Linked DNA regions of Mus musculus: all the other regions are linked to region 1. Evidence: chromatin contacts called from public HiChIP or PLAC-seq and promoter capture Hi-C data. All regions are on one chromosome and are shown on one strand. Each heading gives the region's core, a stretch centred on a gene start, on an enhancer-like site or on the middle of the called end of the contact. The rest is flanking DNA. Distances are from core to core; before and after follow the strand shown.

What was found. HiChIP or PLAC-seq counts read pairs in DNA pulled down with a chosen protein or histone mark. Capture Hi-C pulls out chosen DNA fragments and counts their contacts.
Region 2: a promoter capture Hi-C map of adipose tissue shows a contact between it and region 1. The contact joins the promoter of Mpp3 here to the promoter of Etv4 in region 1. A contact is called at or near these places in 2 of 484 Hi-C or Micro-C datasets (cortical neurons and embryonic stem cells), 2 of 115 datasets of contacts at active chromatin or transcription factors (embryonic stem cells and pancreatic cancer cells) and 1 of 9 other capture datasets (adipose tissue).
Region 3: an RNA polymerase II HiChIP or PLAC-seq map of embryonic stem cells shows a contact between it and region 1, with 22 read pairs. The contact joins the promoter of Sost here to the promoter of Etv4 in region 1. A contact is called at or near these places in 9 of 39 promoter capture datasets (3T3-L1-derived adipocytes, the HPC-7 cell line, cranial neural crest and 5 more), 2 of 15 datasets of contacts at CTCF or cohesin (the NIH/3T3 cell line and large pre-B cells), 1 of 484 Hi-C or Micro-C datasets (nephron progenitors), 21 of 115 datasets of contacts at active chromatin or transcription factors (the 230-238 cell line, bone marrow-derived macrophages, craniofacial prominence and 11 more) and 4 of 9 other capture datasets (adipose tissue, liver, macrophages and 1 more).
Region 4: a contact with region 1 is called in an H3K4me3 HiChIP or PLAC-seq map of bone marrow-derived macrophages, with 5 times the contacts expected there. The contact joins the enhancer-like site here to the promoter of Etv4 in region 1. A contact is called at or near these places in 21 of 39 promoter capture datasets (the 3T3-L1 cell line, 3T3-L1-derived adipocytes, the HPC-7 cell line and 11 more), 5 of 484 Hi-C or Micro-C datasets (bone marrow-derived macrophages, common lymphoid progenitors, embryonic fibroblasts and 2 more), 27 of 115 datasets of contacts at active chromatin or transcription factors (the 230-238 cell line, bone marrow-derived macrophages, craniofacial prominence and 14 more) and 3 of 9 other capture datasets (adipose tissue, liver and macrophages).

Annotation. Positions count from the first base shown.
Region 1 is chr11:101,783,572-101,787,562 of GRCm38.p6, forward strand. Etv4 (ets variant 4) reads right to left here and starts at 1,739. Exons shown (of 13, transcript NM_001316365.1): 1 at 1,537-1,739; 2 at 946-1,056; 3 at 659-752; 4 at 396-443. The coding sequence starts at 1,005. Gm39392 (a long non-coding RNA gene) reads left to right here and starts at 1,750. Exons shown (of 3, transcript XR_880221.3): 1 at 1,750-3,991.
Region 2 is chr11:102,025,292-102,029,282 of GRCm38.p6, forward strand. It overlaps Mpp3 (membrane protein, palmitoylated 3 (MAGUK p55 subfamily member 3)), which reads right to left and starts at 1,664. Exons shown (of 19, transcript NM_007863.2): 1 at 1,576-1,664; 2 at 441-565; 3 at 90-208. The coding sequence starts at 465.
Region 3 is chr11:101,964,836-101,968,826 of GRCm38.p6, forward strand. It overlaps Sost (sclerostin), which reads right to left and starts at 2,180. Exons shown (of 2, transcript NM_024449.6): 1 at 1,925-2,180. The coding sequence starts at 2,138.
Region 4 is chr11:101,917,559-101,921,549 of GRCm38.p6, forward strand. No RefSeq gene overlaps it. Among named protein-coding and RNA genes, the nearest start is that of Gm33662, 18 kb to the right of the region's middle. Within about 2 kb of position 2,328, at least 28 of the 459 cell types and tissues checked have an H3K27ac peak or open chromatin away from gene starts, as enhancers often do. A contact at or near this core is called in bone marrow-derived macrophages, embryonic limb bud and trophoblast stem cells, where this site is marked.

The DNA of each region.
Region 1 (3,991 bases), core at 489-2,988:
TAAATTACTCCTTATTCCTCCCGTTTCTCATTGCTCTCTTTCAATACCTCAACACCCCAACACTACACCTAGGCCAGGAGCCTCCTGCCAGACAAACTCTGCAAATGAAATTTTCAACTAGGAAAAAAAAAAAAAAAAAAAAACGGGCCTTGGGCCAAAATCCATTCAAATAAGCAAATACCCCACACAATAGTCTGATTCATCCCCAGGCCTAGTTATACAAGCCTGGCTCCGGGCGAGAAAATAAATATCGATATGTGTCCACACTGGGCACCGGGGAGAGTGACATGGTTAGGGACTGGAGAGATGGGGTTGAAGGACTCCTTGAGACAGACAAGAACCCCCCGCCCCCCATGTCCCACTTCTAATTTTAGGAAGGAAACAAAACTACTCACCTTCTGCGAGCCACGTCTCTTGGAAGTGACTGAGGTCCTGGAAGAGATCTGATGGGTGAATATTGGATTGGTGAAGAGGTGGCGATAATATGGGGAAGAGACCTGGCGAGCCCGGGTTACAGCCTCCCCACTGGTGATAAGGGACGGAGAAGAATGAGTGGTTTGACTTTTGGGGAAACGTGGGTTGGGGAAGTCCAGGATAAGGCTTTGGGATGGATGTACGTGGATTAAGCAGAGGGGTCGCAGTTTGTCTGTTTCTTTACCTTCTGAGTCGGAAGGCGGCAGGGAGCCCGGGTCCATGAGCTTTCCCTGCGGGACCATCAGCGCTTCGCCCAAGCTCCCATTTCCGGGAGATTTCTGCTGGAAGGAGGGGGGAAGAATGCCCCCGAATCACCCTGAGGAGTCTAGCTTGGGGTTGGGGGTGGGGTCCCGGGGTGGCTCAGGGGCCAGGCGGTCCTGGACCCACTGAGACCCCCCGGGAGGGGGCTGCGGGGCGAGTAGGGGCGGGGTGCGGGGCGGGGGCGGGCGTGGAGGCCGGCGCGGCGCTCACGCTGCAGAAGGTGTAGGGCACTCGCTGGTCCAAGTATCCGCCTTTCATCCTCCGCTCCATCCGGCCGCTCCCTCCGGCCACAGGGCCGGGCCCCCGCGCGGAGGCAGAGACCTGGGAGGGGGGAGGCAGTTCGCACACGGTCCCGGGAGCGCTGCGGGGGGGAGGGGGCGATCGCGAGGCTTTGGATCGGACAGCGAAACTTCTCCGACTCGCTGGGACCTGCGCGGCCGAGCGCCTCCACCGCCACTCCTCTCCCGCCAAAGGAGGTCCCACCTGCTCCCTTGAGCTGGGGTTGGTGTGTCTGCTTTCTGCAGCCCTGCTCAGCCCGAACTGGGTTACATAAGACGTGTGTGTGCGTGTGTGTGTGCGCGCGTGTGTGAGTGTGTGTGTGTGTATGTGGGCGCGCGCGCGCGGCGCACACCATTCGCACGCCCATAACTCAGGCGCCCCCTCCAGCCTCGAATCCCGACGCCTCCCACCCCCGCCCCGGAATGTGCGGAAGCGGGCGCCGAACAGAGAGAGTGTGGTGTGTGGGAGATGAAGCGGGGAAATCACAGACACTCTCCCTTCCTTCCCCTTCCGCAGCTTCACCTGAGGTCCGGGCGTCTGTGCCGGAGCCGCGGGGGGATGCTCAGCATGCCCGGGGGATGACACAACTAAGGTGGCGGGGCTAGGCCGGAGCGAGGCGGCCTGAGCCCCGGGTCCCCAGAGCCCCGGCTTGTTTTCCGGGCGCAGCAGACAGTTGTGAGCCCGGGGGAGCAGCTGATTGGTGCATTTCCTTTGCCTTGGCCTCCGTTCTCGCTCTTCCCCCGCCCCTCCCCACCGGTTCCCTTTGTTTCATTGACTTTTGTGAATGAAACCCCAGGGCCGGGCACGCCCGCCAATCCTCAGACTCGGCTAGCTGAGCTTGAGGGAGGAGTTTCCCAGCCACGAAGACCAATCAGAAAGTAGGGGCTGGCTCCTGGCTTCATTCACTTTTTGGACTTCCATTCATAAAAAAATAAACTCCTTTCGGCTTTAGTTCATTCATAAAGAATTGAGAAAAAAAGACGGAAGCTGAAGACCCGGCAGCTTCTCCACGGGTTCCAACCTGGGTTTTGGGTCTAAGGACCCCTGAGCTCCTTCCGCTGGCGTTAGCTCACGCCTCTGTGCATCTATACTTACGTGGGAGTGTGAACACGTCTGTGTGCCCTGGGGGGAGGGGGAGGCAAACGGACTTGTGCGCCCAGAGGAACCATAATAACTAGCATTTATGAAGCGCTCTGCCTCCACGTGCTAATTTCCTTCCCATAACGTGGTGCTGCGGAGCGGTTTCCATTTTACTTTACAAATGAAAATGGAAGAAAGCTAAGAAAGACACCATGGCCTCCTCACCTGAGGTAACTCAGCTTGTCACTGAGGGGCATTAGCGTTTCAAAGCCACCAAGGTCTTCTGTGCAGCCCTCTGAGACCCCGAGCTACTTGAAAACAAATGGAGGCACAGTTGGTGCTCAGTAAATGTAAACTGGCTCAAACCGGCTTTCTCACGGGTCTGTGATCTGTAGAGTTGCTTATTCTGTGACCCGCTTTATCATTCATTCGAGGCTTTGCCAACAAGAGGCTCAAGGATGTCTCTCTCGCTGCCATCTTACTCCTTATGATAGGAAGCAGAAATCCCAAGTGACTTGGTGATCAAAAGACAGGATGGGTTCCAATTTTGTCCAAGAGGTTGATCTTAGTGTTTGTCATTCGAGCATCACTGCCTTCAGTAAATATCTGCTGTGTCAGACATGGTGCTGGGCGCCAAGCAAGTGTGAGAAAGACTACCTCCCTTGGGATCTGGGTTGCTTTAGATGCCGTCACAAGGACCCACAGGCCCACAGGGCTGCTTTCAAAGTTCATCTGTCTAACCAAACAGTACTTCTGAGAAAGAAAAGGTGCATGCAATCTCTTCCAGCCTGTAGGAGTCAGAGAAGGGACAAAAACCTTAACCCCCTGGCACCTGAACTGGGCTCTTTCTGCCACACAAACTCCTCCCCTTTACCTACCAAACTGTTCTTTAAAGTTTGAACCTGCTGCCGCTCTCCTCTAGGGACCCCCCTTTTCATGAGAGCCTGGGTCAGTCCATATATATGGTGAGGTATCTTTCATTCTCTTCCCTGTTAGAGAAATCCCTATATAGTTATGGGGATCTCTGCGGGGGCCCAGAGGAGGACTCCTTCCTTGAGCCTCGCTCGCACTCAAGAGTTGCACAAAATGCCTGTCAGGTGAACAGCTACAATAAAAAGCTAAGTAATGGAGTTTTGCAGGCACCCTGCCCAAGGAAAGACAGGCAAGCCCAAGCAAATCCCGGCTTGGGGCGGATGGAGCCAGTTTAGGGAGGGGTGTGAGTTCCTAGACCAGGAGAAGTGGGGGAGGAAGGCAGGCAGTTCTAGGAAAAGATCTCTGATGTGGTCTCCATGAAGGTTCAGGTGGGTCCCTGAGTGAGCACTGGGTGCTCCAGTTGAGGCCTGTCCGGGGCTGCCTGTCTGACTCGGAGTTCCTCCACTTCTCTGGAGAGCCCTGGCTAGTTAATATTTCCTCTGCTTCCCAGGTCTGGCAGAGACCAAAGAAGCCTACCTCCCTATCTCTGGCTCAAGCTATAGACCCAGCAAGAGAACCAACTGCAGCTGCAGCTACAGCTGCCACACCTGCCCTGGCCTGGGACTGAACACTCAGATGATGATCAATGATCAATGACATTTCTCCAAAGGGAGCATTGGGACCTCTTCTCCAATGGAGTCCAAGGTTGTTAAGCAGAGGAAGGAAGAGAGAGGCTGGAGATGTGGGTTAAGTGACATTGAAGCATCCAGCCTTGTGTGCACGCTTTTCACCAGTTCCTGCCGCCTGCCACCCTCACCTCATTTTACAAGAGGTGACAATAGAAACCCCCCCCCCCATTGAGGGTACTCCAAAGAGAGATCCTTTAAGGAGCACATGAGGACACTCCCAAACCTGACCTGACCAGCATCCCTCAGATGCAGGATGCTCAGGGCTCCTTTATGACTTCCGATGCTTCCTGCCTCCT
Region 2 (3,991 bases), core at 414-2,913, 240 kb after region 1:
TTCCAGGGGCAGGGGAGTGGCTGAGATGGCACAGAAAGAGCCTCCCTTAGGGATGGGGGTGGGGGGTGGCTGAGCCAGCGGGGGTTCACCTTCATTAAATAACTGAGGCTCTTCTCACTGAAGACATCTCTCAGGAAGCCCATCTCCTCCCTGTGGTTGGAGTCAGGCCTGAGCTGAGAGGTGAGCAGTGCCAGGGTCTCATGCAAACCTGAGGAAGAGCCAGAGAAACAAGGTCCAGTAACAGTGGCACTTCCTGTCCTTGAAAAGTCTCGCAGACAACACTCCCATCCTGCCTTGACACCGTTCACCCTGCAGGCTCAGGCCTGCCGGGCAACAGATCGGTCAGAGGCAGCTGCTACAGCACTGGTCCTGCTTATGGTTTGGTTTTCTCCAATCCTGGGAGGCCCCCCGAAGCTGCAGCCCAGGTTAAGGACACTCACCCGAGTCTTCAGACAGTACTGGCATGCCTGTGCCCAGCAGGTCCCCAGCTGTCCCTACAGTTTGTGTGGGTGGGAGAGGAATCTCTCAGTAATGAACACACATCACCAGGATCTGCTTATGACCTCTGTGAGGACAGAAGAAATAAGATGGGGGGTGGGGGGGAGAAACAGTCACTTTTTGGGGAGGAGGTTGGGCAGGGAGCAAGACTTCTTGGGCGCCCCCAATACACTAAAGATGCTGCTCTTTTCTGACTATGCAGAAAGCCTTAAAGGATGAACACCAATGCACCCATTTTACTGATTAGGAAACAGAGACTGGGCATCCCTAAATAACTTTTGAACCAGAATAGGTACTCAGATCACTTCTTCCAGACTGACCTTGGCCTAAAGTCCCCCTGCTTGTGCGGTATGCTCTCGACCACAAGCTCTGTCCTCTCTATTGCTGGTACCTTCCAAGAGTGCTTGCTCAAGTCTCAATATCCCTTCAACAAGTACCTGGTTAAGGCCTGCAAGAGCTCCCACCGCCGACCCCACCTCCAGCCCCCAACCCAAAGAGAGCCTCCAGTCTGAAGACAGAAGAAGTGAGAGCGGAGTTTCTGTTCTACCGGAAGCAGGTACCCTATCTCAAGAGCTCCCCTCCCCAGGTGCTCTGTAGCACGTGGACCTCAAAAAAGTCCTCCTTCAGAGAGGGACAAGGACTCATGATTCATTCATTCGACAGACATGGAGCCAGCCCGCTGCGTGGAGCACCAGTCACATCGAAGGCAGAAGAATGGTACCCGACCCCCGCCCCCACGCCGGGCTCACCCCTCGGCGGCTTCCAGCTGCGGCCCCCGACTGCCCCCGACTTCCCCACACAAACACACACTCCCGGCTCCAGCCGGTTTCCCAGAGGAGCTGGGGGGGGGGGAGCAAACCCCCGAGGTGGGGGGAGATGGGATGCAGAGCGGCGGGAATGAGCGGGGCGCACGGGATGCGCGGACGCCGAGCAGTGAAGGGGACCGCGGGCTGGGAACGGAGCCCCGCCGGGGAGGGTGGGCCGCAAGGCAGTGGTGCACCCGAGGGGCGGGTCTCCGCTCCCCCTCCCCTCCCCGCCGCGCACCAGGTCCCTTGTGTGCCACGCGCTGCTTCTTACCTCGTCGCGCCAGGATCTGGGATCGGTGACCCGGAGCCGCGCGGGAGCCACCAGCCTCCGCTGCTACTGGCTCCGCCTCCGCCGGCCCCTCCCTGTCGCGGCGCGCGGGGTCGGGGCAGCGCGCACGGGCGGGGGCGCAGCGCGGGCCCGGAGGGGTGGAGCGCGGCCCCGCAGGCCCCCCTCGCAGGCCCCGCCCAGCGCCCCCGGCTCCCGGTGGACACCTGCTCCGCCGAGAATCCGATTTTGCAAACATTGATTGAGAGCCCCGCAAGTGCCAGGCACTGTGCCAGGGGCTGGAGCTTCAAAGCCAAACGAGGAAGAGAGGCTGTGCTGGGTCATTAGCAAGCCGAGCAGGGGGCGGGGGGCGGGGGAGGGGGGCGGGAGAGGGGTGTGCAGCGGGCAGCAGCCCGGCCAACCCGTGGCAACAATGCTACGTGCTGCGAAAGATTTATCGGTGCACGCTGCCCTGGGGACGGGGAGGCGCGAGGGAGGAGAAGTACGCCTGGGAAGAAGGCAGCTGGATGCTGCCTGCCTGGGTGGGAGGAGGTAGGGCTGAATAAGAGAAAAAAAAGAAAAAAGAAAGAAAGAAAGAAAAAAAAAAGAAAAGAAAAAAGACTCTAGTGTCCCAGGCTTTACTGGGGCGGGGGCTGGGGGAGGAGGTGCGGTGGCTCCGAAATAGCTGGTTTCTATTGTGCTCCCTCTATCCCCATATACTCCTAGGATTACCGATTATTAGCCTCAGATAGAGAGCCAAAATTATTTCCTCGCTTCAGTTAAAGAAACTGATGTGTATGCAGGAAGCAGTAGAAAGGTACCACTGTGTGAGTGAGCAGTGGTGTGGTGTAGGGGTCTTAGAGGATGAGACGTGGTCTGGTGGGTGTGTCCCCTCCCTTCAAATAACAGCATCAAAGAACAGCGCATTCTAAGCCGGTTAGGAGGCACATGTCCCAGAGAGGTAGGCAGTCGACAGTCTTTGCAGCTTGCAGTGAACAGGCAGGCTGTAAGAGGGCAGCAAATGTCACCAAGAAATTTCCCTTCGTCCCTCAAGCTGCTCCAAATTGTGTCTATGAGTCACCTGAGGCTTGTGGGGCAAGTAGTATCAGTCTACATTTATGACAGGCCCCAGTGACGTGATATGGGTAGACAGACAGCAGGCCCCATTTAGAGCAGAGAAAAACTAAGAAATGGTCTTGGTTAGGTTTTCTACTGCTGCGTTGAAACACCATGACCAAAAGGCAAGTTGGGGAGGGAAGGGTTTACCTGGTTTACACTTCCATCACAGGAGGAAGTCAGGACAGGAACTCAAGCAGGGATAGAACCTGGAGGCAGGAGATGATGCAGAGGCCATGGAGGGGTGCTGCTTATTGGCTTGTTTCCCGTGGCTTTCTCAGTCTGCTTTCTTGTAGAACCCAGGACCACCAGGCCAAGGATGCCACCACACACAACGGTCAGGGCCCTCCCCACTTGATCACTAACTGAGATCCTTACAGCAAGATCTCATGGAGGCATTTCCTCAGCGGAGGCTCCTTTCTCTCTGCTGACTCTAGCTTGTGTCAAGTTGGCACACAAAAGCAGCCAGTGCACGGTTTTTTGTTTGTTTTTATTTTTATTTTTGGCCTTGAAACAGGATCTTACTCTGTAGACCAGGCTGGCCAGGAACTCACAGAATCCACCTGCCTCTGCCTTCTGACCTCTGGGATCACAGGCACGTGCCACCATACCTGACACAGACGTGCTTTTTCTGGTGGTGCTTAAGCTTTGAAAATTTTGAAAAGCCAGATGATGTTTTCTTTACTAGAGCAACAACAGAGGGTGTTCAAACAATGGTTTTGTACATGGTGTGTGTGTGGTGGTGGTGGTGGGGGACTCAGTCTCTACTTCACACAATATACAAAATTGAATTTTTTTTTTTTTTTTTTTTTTTTTTTTTGGTTTTCTGAGACAGGGTTTCTCTGTGTAGCCCTGGCTGTCCTGAAACTCAATTTGTAGACCAGGCTGGCCTTGAACTCAGAAATCCGCCTGTCTCTGCCTCCCGAGTGCTGGGATTAAAGGCGTGCGCCACCACACCCAGGACAAAATTGAATTTTTAAGAGATACTATAAACCTAATTAAATTAATACAACTCCTAGAAGGAAACATATTTAAATACTGGTGTACGCATAGATTTATTAGAAAAGATTTTAAAACAACTACATAAATGTCTCAACTGTGGGGCTGGAGAGACGGCTTAGTGGTTAAGAGCGCTTGCTTGTCTTGCAGAGGACCAGGGTTCTGTCCCCAGAACCATGTCAGACCACTGAACAGCCTGTAACTCCAACTCCAGGGGGATCTGAGGCCTCAGCAGATGCCTGCACTTGCATCTGCATGCACACACACATAACTAAAAATAAGTCTTTATTTAAAAAAAAAAACAGTT
Region 3 (3,991 bases), core at 930-3,429, 180 kb after region 1:
TTACCAGCCACTGGGACAGGGGCGGTATCCCAGGAGATGGAGAAAGGAGTGGAGGTTAATTGAAGGTAATAAATCAGGACAGCTGCTGTGGAGGAGCGGGGTAGAAGGGCAGGTGGTAGGGATAAGAATTCATTAGACTTGAAAGCGACCAAAGGCGGCGCGTCCAACCCCCTCATTATCACAGGTCCAGGCTGAGAAAAGAACTTGCCCCAAAGGCAGGGCTGGGCTGCTTGCGGGGGGGGGGCGGGGGGGGCTACCTAGGATGCCAGGGCTCTCTGGCTCCCGCAAGGGTGAAAGTGATCTGTTATAGGACCCCAGGTGGGGGCGGGGCGGTGGCGAGTAGAGGGCCTTTCGCTCTTCACTCGCGACTTGGGTCGGAGTTCTGACCCAAAACCTATAGCTTTTGCTACCACAAGCATTTGTTTAGCACCTGCTGTATACCAGACTCTCTTGTTCTGTGTACCTTGAGCTGGTTACTCAAGGGTGGCTGGATCTGACTTAGAGTCTGTTCTCCGGGGAAGGAGATTGGGTTGGATGCCCAGCCATATCTTCTAGGTCTGATGCCTGCCCTCCTCTCTTGGACATGCTCTATCTCCTACCATGAGCTTAGATGGATGGGAGGCTTTTAACTAATCCATGTGTGGGTCCTGTCTACCTCCAAAAGTTCCATGGTGTCAGGATCAATATGACATAAAAGGAAAAAAAAAATCCCAGTACCAAAGCCAGAGGGGCAGAGGCCAGGATGCACCTTCACGGGGGGGGGGGGGGCACAACAGGGGGGAGGTGTAGGCCTTGCCACCCTTCTGTGGCTGGCTTAATTTACTCACCCCTGCAGAGGTGGTATGTGGGGGAGGCCTGTTTGCCCAGGGAAGGACTAGTTTTGGGGCTTTCCAAGAATAGTGCCCTTAGGTCAAGCACTTCCTCTGCAAAAACGTGACTGCATTGCATGCTCCTTTGGGGTGGCCCTTTCCTCCACATCCCTTACTGGCTAGGAGACAGGAGGGACAGCATGTGGTGGCAAGCTGGAAAATGAGCTCTCCTCCCACACAAATGGTGACCAGCAAGGTCATTTCTCTGGAGTGTCCCTCCAGCTGCCACCCCACCCCATTCATTGCTGCTAGTTCCGTGCGTGATACCCCCACCCCCACCCCAGGCATCTCTCTGTGCTGGCTCTGCCTCCACAGTTTCTGCTGTCCTCAGGAATGAGGCAAAGCTGGGGTCAGGGTGCAAGCTCAGGGCAAGTGGTGCCACCTGTGCTCATACAGGGGACATTTCACTCAGCTGCCCCTCATGTCACATGCCACCTACAAACCCTGTTCTTTTAATGCTAACCCTCTGGGCTCATTGAGCAGACCCTGGGCAAGGGGGAACTAAAGGGATTCCTCCTGGCTTCAGGTTCCCACCCAAACCCAATCTAGGGTTGCCTTGCATCTGGATCAAACCAGCTTCCAGTCTCAGCTCTTCTTACTCCCAGGTGACTTTATCTCAGGAGCCTCTCGGTTTCTCCATCTTCAAGCTGGGGCCTTCTTTACCTCATGTGGTGGTCATGTGGGATATAGTACAGCCATGGATGGCATCTGGCATCCAGCCTCACCATATCACTTCCCCACTGGTCAGCAGCTAGATCTGACCTGTGTCCTCATCCTTAGGAGGAGATTCTCTGGACCATCATACAAGCCCATGCCCGTGTTAATGCCAGCTTCGGCTGACCTCAGCCTCCACCCTGCCTTGGGTGCTCTCTACCAGCCCCCCAATGCTGCCCTCCAGGTTCTAATGCTGTGCTAGTATTCTTCCAGGCAAATGTGTCCCTGCCCTGATGTAGCAGAGGCTAGCCACCCACACAAACCTCTGAAGAAGATGCTAAAACCACCCCAGTCACCTCCCAGGACCCCCCCCCCCACTAATGTGCTTCTTCATCCCGTACCTTTGGCGTCATAGGGATGGTGGGGAGGTCTGCCTCCATTCTCCGCCCGGTTCATGGTCTGGTTGTTCTCAGGAGGAGGCTCGGGGTACTCTCCAAGCCCTGGGATGACCTCTGTGGCATCATTCCTGAAGGCTTGCCACCCCTGGCCCTCCACAGCACAGAAGGCAGCGTGCACAAGTAGGCAGATGAGGCACGGGGCTAGTGAGGGCTGCATGCTGCCAGGTGGAGGAGGGCACTCGGTAGCACAGGCTCCAGTGTCCAGCCTAGATACGGTTGCCTTTTTAAAGCCCCCTCTGCCTCATGCCAGCCAATAAGGACGGGCTGGAGCAGGGCTGGTCCCATGTTTCCTCACCCTCCTCCTCACGGGGGTGGGGTGGGGGGGGTGGAGAAGGGGTGTGCTTAGCGTCAGCCCTCCCAAGACTTCTCAAGCTCAGTAAACTTCCAAATTGCTGCTGGCACCTCCCAGGTGACCCGAGGAGTGTGTGTTGGGGGGGGGGGCGTTGGTGAGGCAGGGACACAGCCAGCTCTCCCAGTACCTCCCACGGGCAGGGCAGTCAGGCTGTGGTTTTCAGATATCAAAATGAGCTTGGCTTTTAATTGTCTGGCTCCCTGGGCCCCTCAGGCATTCTCAAAACAAACTGTGGGCCAGCTTAACAAAGGAAACAAGTGGGGCTTCTACAGAAGGCGGAATCCAGCTTGACCAAATTCCTCTAGCCAAGGTCATTTGTTACCCCTGCCAGCTAATGGTCTTAGTTAAAGGTGTTTGCTCCCCCCACCCACCCAGAGGCAGAAGGATGCCTTTTTGGGGGGTTGGGGGCAGATTCTGGGGACTCTAACCTAGGGTCTCACGCTTGCTGTGCAAGCACCCTACTATTGAAGTATGACCCAGCCCTGGGAAGGATGCCTTTAAAGGAATCCCATTGACCCCAGCTCCACATTGCTCAGCACCTACAATTCTGACCAAGGAGATCTCTCTTGAATTTCTCTTCAAAACCAGTGGGAGAGGCAACCACCAGGCAAGAGGGACCTGGGCTCCATTACATGTGATTCTTAGCCAGGGAACTCATGGTGACTTATAGGCTGGTGTGCCAAAGGCAGTTCCTTCCCTGGCCAGGCTTCTTGCGGCCAACACAGAATTTCATTTCTTAGCAAAAAATCATTTCCCTCATTATTTCTTAGCTTATTACATTACCCCCCCCCCCGTGTGTCTGTGTGGGTGCATGGGAGACCTGAGGAGGTGTCTTTCTCAGTCATTCTCCCAAGTTATTCCCTGAGACAGGATCTCTGACTGAGACATTTAGGTTAGGCTGGCTAGCTGGCCAGTAAGCCCCCAGAATCCACCTGCCTTTCCCCTCAACTCTGAGGTTAGAAGGTTATTTTTCCACATGGTTGCTGGGGATTCGAACTCATGTCTTCATGCTTGTACAGCAAGCACTCTTACCATATCATCTCCCCAGCCTCTTATGGTATCACAAACAGCTCTGGGTCCTAGATGTAAGATCCAAGGGATGGATATATATATATAAATCAGAAAGCCATCTCAGGTCTATCTAAGCACAAAGAAATCCAATGCTCAGCCTGCAGTAGCAGGAGGGCCATGCCACAGGGAGAAGGAGAGGAGGGAGGGTTCACACCTGAGGTGCAAAAGGAGGAGGGGCTGGCGGAAGCTGCACTGAGACAGAAGGTTGGAGGACTCCCCAGCCCTGGAGGAAGACTGGGAAGGAGGCTGTGGTCCGCCTAGCCCGCTGTGGTATGCTAACTGGGTAATGAATCAGTGTCGTCCACCTGCAGAGCTTCTGCAAGGCTCTGCCACCTGCCTCGACTTGTAAGTGGCCGGTCCATCTGTGGCGATCTGCCTGGGTCCTCCTTTTCATCTTCTGTCACCCACACATCAATGCAGCTGCTCTGACAGCTTTACAAGGCAGACAGAAGTCCCCTCAGGAAGGGGACTCTGATACCTGCTTCCTAAGTCAGTTTCCTTCGGGGCAGACAAAACCAGCTGTGGCCATTGTTGGGGGTGATCTATCTCTCCTACCAGAGCTGTGAAGTTGTTAGAAGCTGGCCCTT
Region 4 (3,991 bases), core at 1,078-3,577, 130 kb after region 1:
AATGCCGCCTAGTCTGTGACTTAGAGCGTTCAACTACAGTAGAAGCAGCGTCCACCGCACCCCACCCCTGACACTGAGTATGCAAAGGGGCGAAGTGGGGCTAGACGAAGGATGAACTGTTTGTCCTGCGAGACCCGATGGACATAGGGAAGATCCTGGAGCTGACACAGTTACTGTGTAGTGAAAAGTGTTGCCTGGAGATCACAGTAGCCAAAGTGATCCCGTTCTCAAATTTAAAAGCTAATTTCATCTTGTTTATTTGTTCTGTGGGCATATATGGAAGAGCATGGGAGTATATGGATATGTGGGTGCTACACATACACGTGAAGGTCTTGGTTCTCTGTTCCCGCTATGCATGCCATCAGGATTAGAAGCAGGCACACCATTACCCTCTGAGCCACCATGCCCACCAATGGTGTCTTCTCACTCAGTGCCAAGGGAGGCAGGAGGCAGGAGGCAGGAGGCAGGAGGCAGGAGGCAGGAGGCAGGAGGCAGGAGGCAGGAGGCAGGAGGCAGGAGGCAGGAGGCAGGAGGCAGGAGGCAGGAGGCAGGAGGCAGGAGGCAGGAGGCAGGAGGCAGGAGGCAGGAGGCTAGTTGACCACTCTCATTCTGCTCACAATGGAGCTACATGGAGAGATAGCAGCACTGACTTACTCCATCCCTACCCAGAGAGGGGTGAGTGAAGAATAAAGACAGGAAGGGAGGCAGGGAGAGGCTACCTACAGAAGCCCAGAGAGGCTTCCTGGAAGAGGAGGAAGGCAAGGTTAAGGGAATGAGCTCTGAAACAGGGTTTGGGAGTGTTATGAAAGAATGCAAGTAGGGAATGTGGGAGAGGCCACAGGAGGGCTGATTCCAAGCGAAGGTGGGCTCTGACACCAGACTCAGGCAGGCATTTGGATTCGAGGTGTAGCTTTCTGTCTTAGTTAGGGTTTCATTGCTGTGAAGAGACACCATGACCAAGATAACTCTTATAAAGGAACACATTTAACTGGGGCTGGCTTACAGTTTCAGAGGTTCAGTCCATTATCCCCATGACAGGAAGCATGGCAGCGGGCAGGCAGACGTGGTACTAGAGGAGCCATGAGTTCTACCTCTTGATCCAAAGGCAGCAGAAATGGGGGACTGAGTTCCACACTGGTTGGAGCTTGAGCATAGGAGAGAGAACTCAGAGCCTGTCCCTACAGTGACACATGTCATCTAACAAGGCCACACTTACCCCAACAAGACCATACCTCCTAGTAGCACCACTCCCTGTGAGCTGGGAGGTGGTCACTGGCAGACACAGATGTCCCTGTCTGATTACTTGGGACTGGAGCCCAAGCCTCACTCAGACTCATTCGTTCACAGAGCTCATAGATGTTTCTGGAAGACTGGGAAGAGTGGATAAGGTCAAGAATGGGGAAGGCACTGGACAACTCAGATACTGTGTTGTGGTTGCTACTCAGAAGTTGTGGAGCAAAAGTGAGAGAGGCCAGGAGGTGGCCATGGCATGACAACCAGACCTACCAGATACCAGTGTGGTGAACCAGGAGAAAGGATGACTCAGGGAGAAATGACAGGATTAGGAGAATGAATGGAAGCAGTGTGTGAATCCCACTTTGCAGAGCTGGGAACTAAAGTCCAAAGAATTTGTGTGACCTAGGTGGCGCTGAGATGTATCCCTTGTCTACTTGGATCTCAGCCCACTTTCCTGCCACACTGCCCCCTCTTCCAAATGGGCTTTGGTCTCTCACTGGGTTGGACACCTAAAAATGGAGTCCTTGGCGCTCCTCAATGCAGGACTCTCCTCCTCAGCACTGCCATTTTAGACCAAATAATTCTCACCATGTGCATATGCATCTTGGTGGGCACCACATCTCTCTTTCCACGAGAGTCCTGGGTATCGAATGCAGGTCAGCAGTAAGAACCATGTTGTTGGTACCCAGATTTCTTTCATAAATAATTCCTGAAGAATGTGTTCTGTCATCTGTCTGGAAAGGCCTAGTAGTTTAGATGGGTGGTACTAGGGAGCGCTGAGCAAAATTCCAGTACCCTTCTGTTCTATCCGTGGGGTTCTCTGGCTGTGGCTTGGGTCTAAAAACACAGACCTCCAATGTCTTTGAGGTCCTGATTCTCTGTACTGGGGGTCAGGCCTGGTACCTGCACGTGCTAATGCCTGACACACAATATAGACAGTATCCAAGTTATATCCAAGTTATAGTCAAGATTTCTCCATCCTCCCTAAGAATTAATTCCACCATGCAGTTCCACATGTGTCCGCCAGGTGGCGATGGTCAACCATAGTTCTCACAAAGCAACCCTAAAGAGGGCTATGTGCCTTCTGTGGTAGTGGAATGTTCTAGAGAGCCAGTATTTTGCATCCTGGCTCCGTGTCGTGCATAGACTTCACACCAATGTGATTATCCCTCACTCTTTGTTGCTCTCTGTCGCCAAGCCTTTCAGCAGCCCAAAGCTGGGAGCTACCAACTAAATCAGTACTAAAGTACTGGTTACTACTGTGTCTGGAATCACTGAATTATCAGCACTGAAAGGGACTTTAGAAGGTTGGGCATTGTAAGTCTTAAACTAAAAACAAATAAACAAACAAAACAAAACAAAAAAAATGGTATGATCTTGGACAAGCTCTCTAACCTCTCTGCCTCAATGTCTTTGTCTAAAGTGGGATAAAAATGTCTTGCTTATGCAGTTGTTAAAGAGAACGTGCCTATAACAGATGTTTGCTACAAACTTGTGTCACTATTTAGTTTTACACAAGGGCAAGCAGAGGCTGGGCAAGGGCAAGTGGCTTGCCCAAGTCACACACACAGGGAGAGACTGCTGGATGAGAGCCTCATTTCCTGTTCCCTGACCCTCACCCTTCCACAGTGTGTGTGTGTGTGTGTGTGTGTGTGTGTGTGTGTGTGTGTGCACAAATGTTTGTGTGTGAGAGTGAGCATTTGTGTGGCGTCCAGAAGTCAACTTCAGGTGTTGTTCCTCAGAAGCCGTTAATCTTGGGTTGTTTGTTTGTTTGTTTGTTGTGTGTGTATGTGTATTTGAATGTGTGTGAGAGCATGCATATAAGTGTGAGGTCAGAGGACTTCAGATGTCCATCCTTGTCTCCCGTCTTGTCTCTCTTCTTTACCCTGAGATACCTCCATTCCCCACCCCGCTTCAGGAGTGGCCTCTGAGTCCACACTCGGTAGTCAGGCCAGTACAACACCTCTGTGCACTGAGCCATCCCCTCAGCCTCTGCCTTGATTTTGAGATGGGAGTGTTCACTGGGACCTGATCTCACTAGTTAGGCTCAGCTGACTGGCCAGTGAACCCCAGGAATCTACCATGTCGTCCAGGCAAGCATTTGTTGGCTGAAACTATGTCTCAGCCCTTCTCCTGTTCAATGTTCTAGTCTTGGTTTTGTTCCCGTATAAGGGAAAATCAAAATTCTAGAAGACAAGGACAAATGGCTTTTACTGCAGTGAGCTCTCCCTGAGGGCAGGAAGAGCCTACTGCTGGCCTGGCCTCAGAGGTCCTAATGAGAGCCTTTCACTGGCTCTGGGGGTGAGGGTAAAGGTCTACCCTGAGCCATGGTCTTTGCCTCTAGGCAGCCAGATGGGGTCAGGCTGGAACATCAGAAGAGCAGCTAGTCCAGCGTCAGCCCTCAGGGGGACCAGAGAGAGCCATGAGATGAGATACCACACAGGGAGCAGCTCTGCAGAGGAAGTCAGGGCTCTAACACTTCACTCCAAGCTGGCTGGCCAGGATGGGGCCGACTCAGCACTCTGTTCTGTTTCTAGATGCTATTGGGGTTTTGAGACATCTCTCCCTCATTTGTAAATAAAAGGAATTAAATGGCATTATTTGGGATGTTCTTCTGGCTCCCAGGATCCCTGTGTGTTGCTGTCAGCTTTGGCCAAGAGCATCGGCGAAAAGGCCAGCATGGGAGGCAACCACAGCACAGTGAAGGGAGGATAATATTTACCTCCCATGTTCACATTCATCGAGGCGTCTTGGC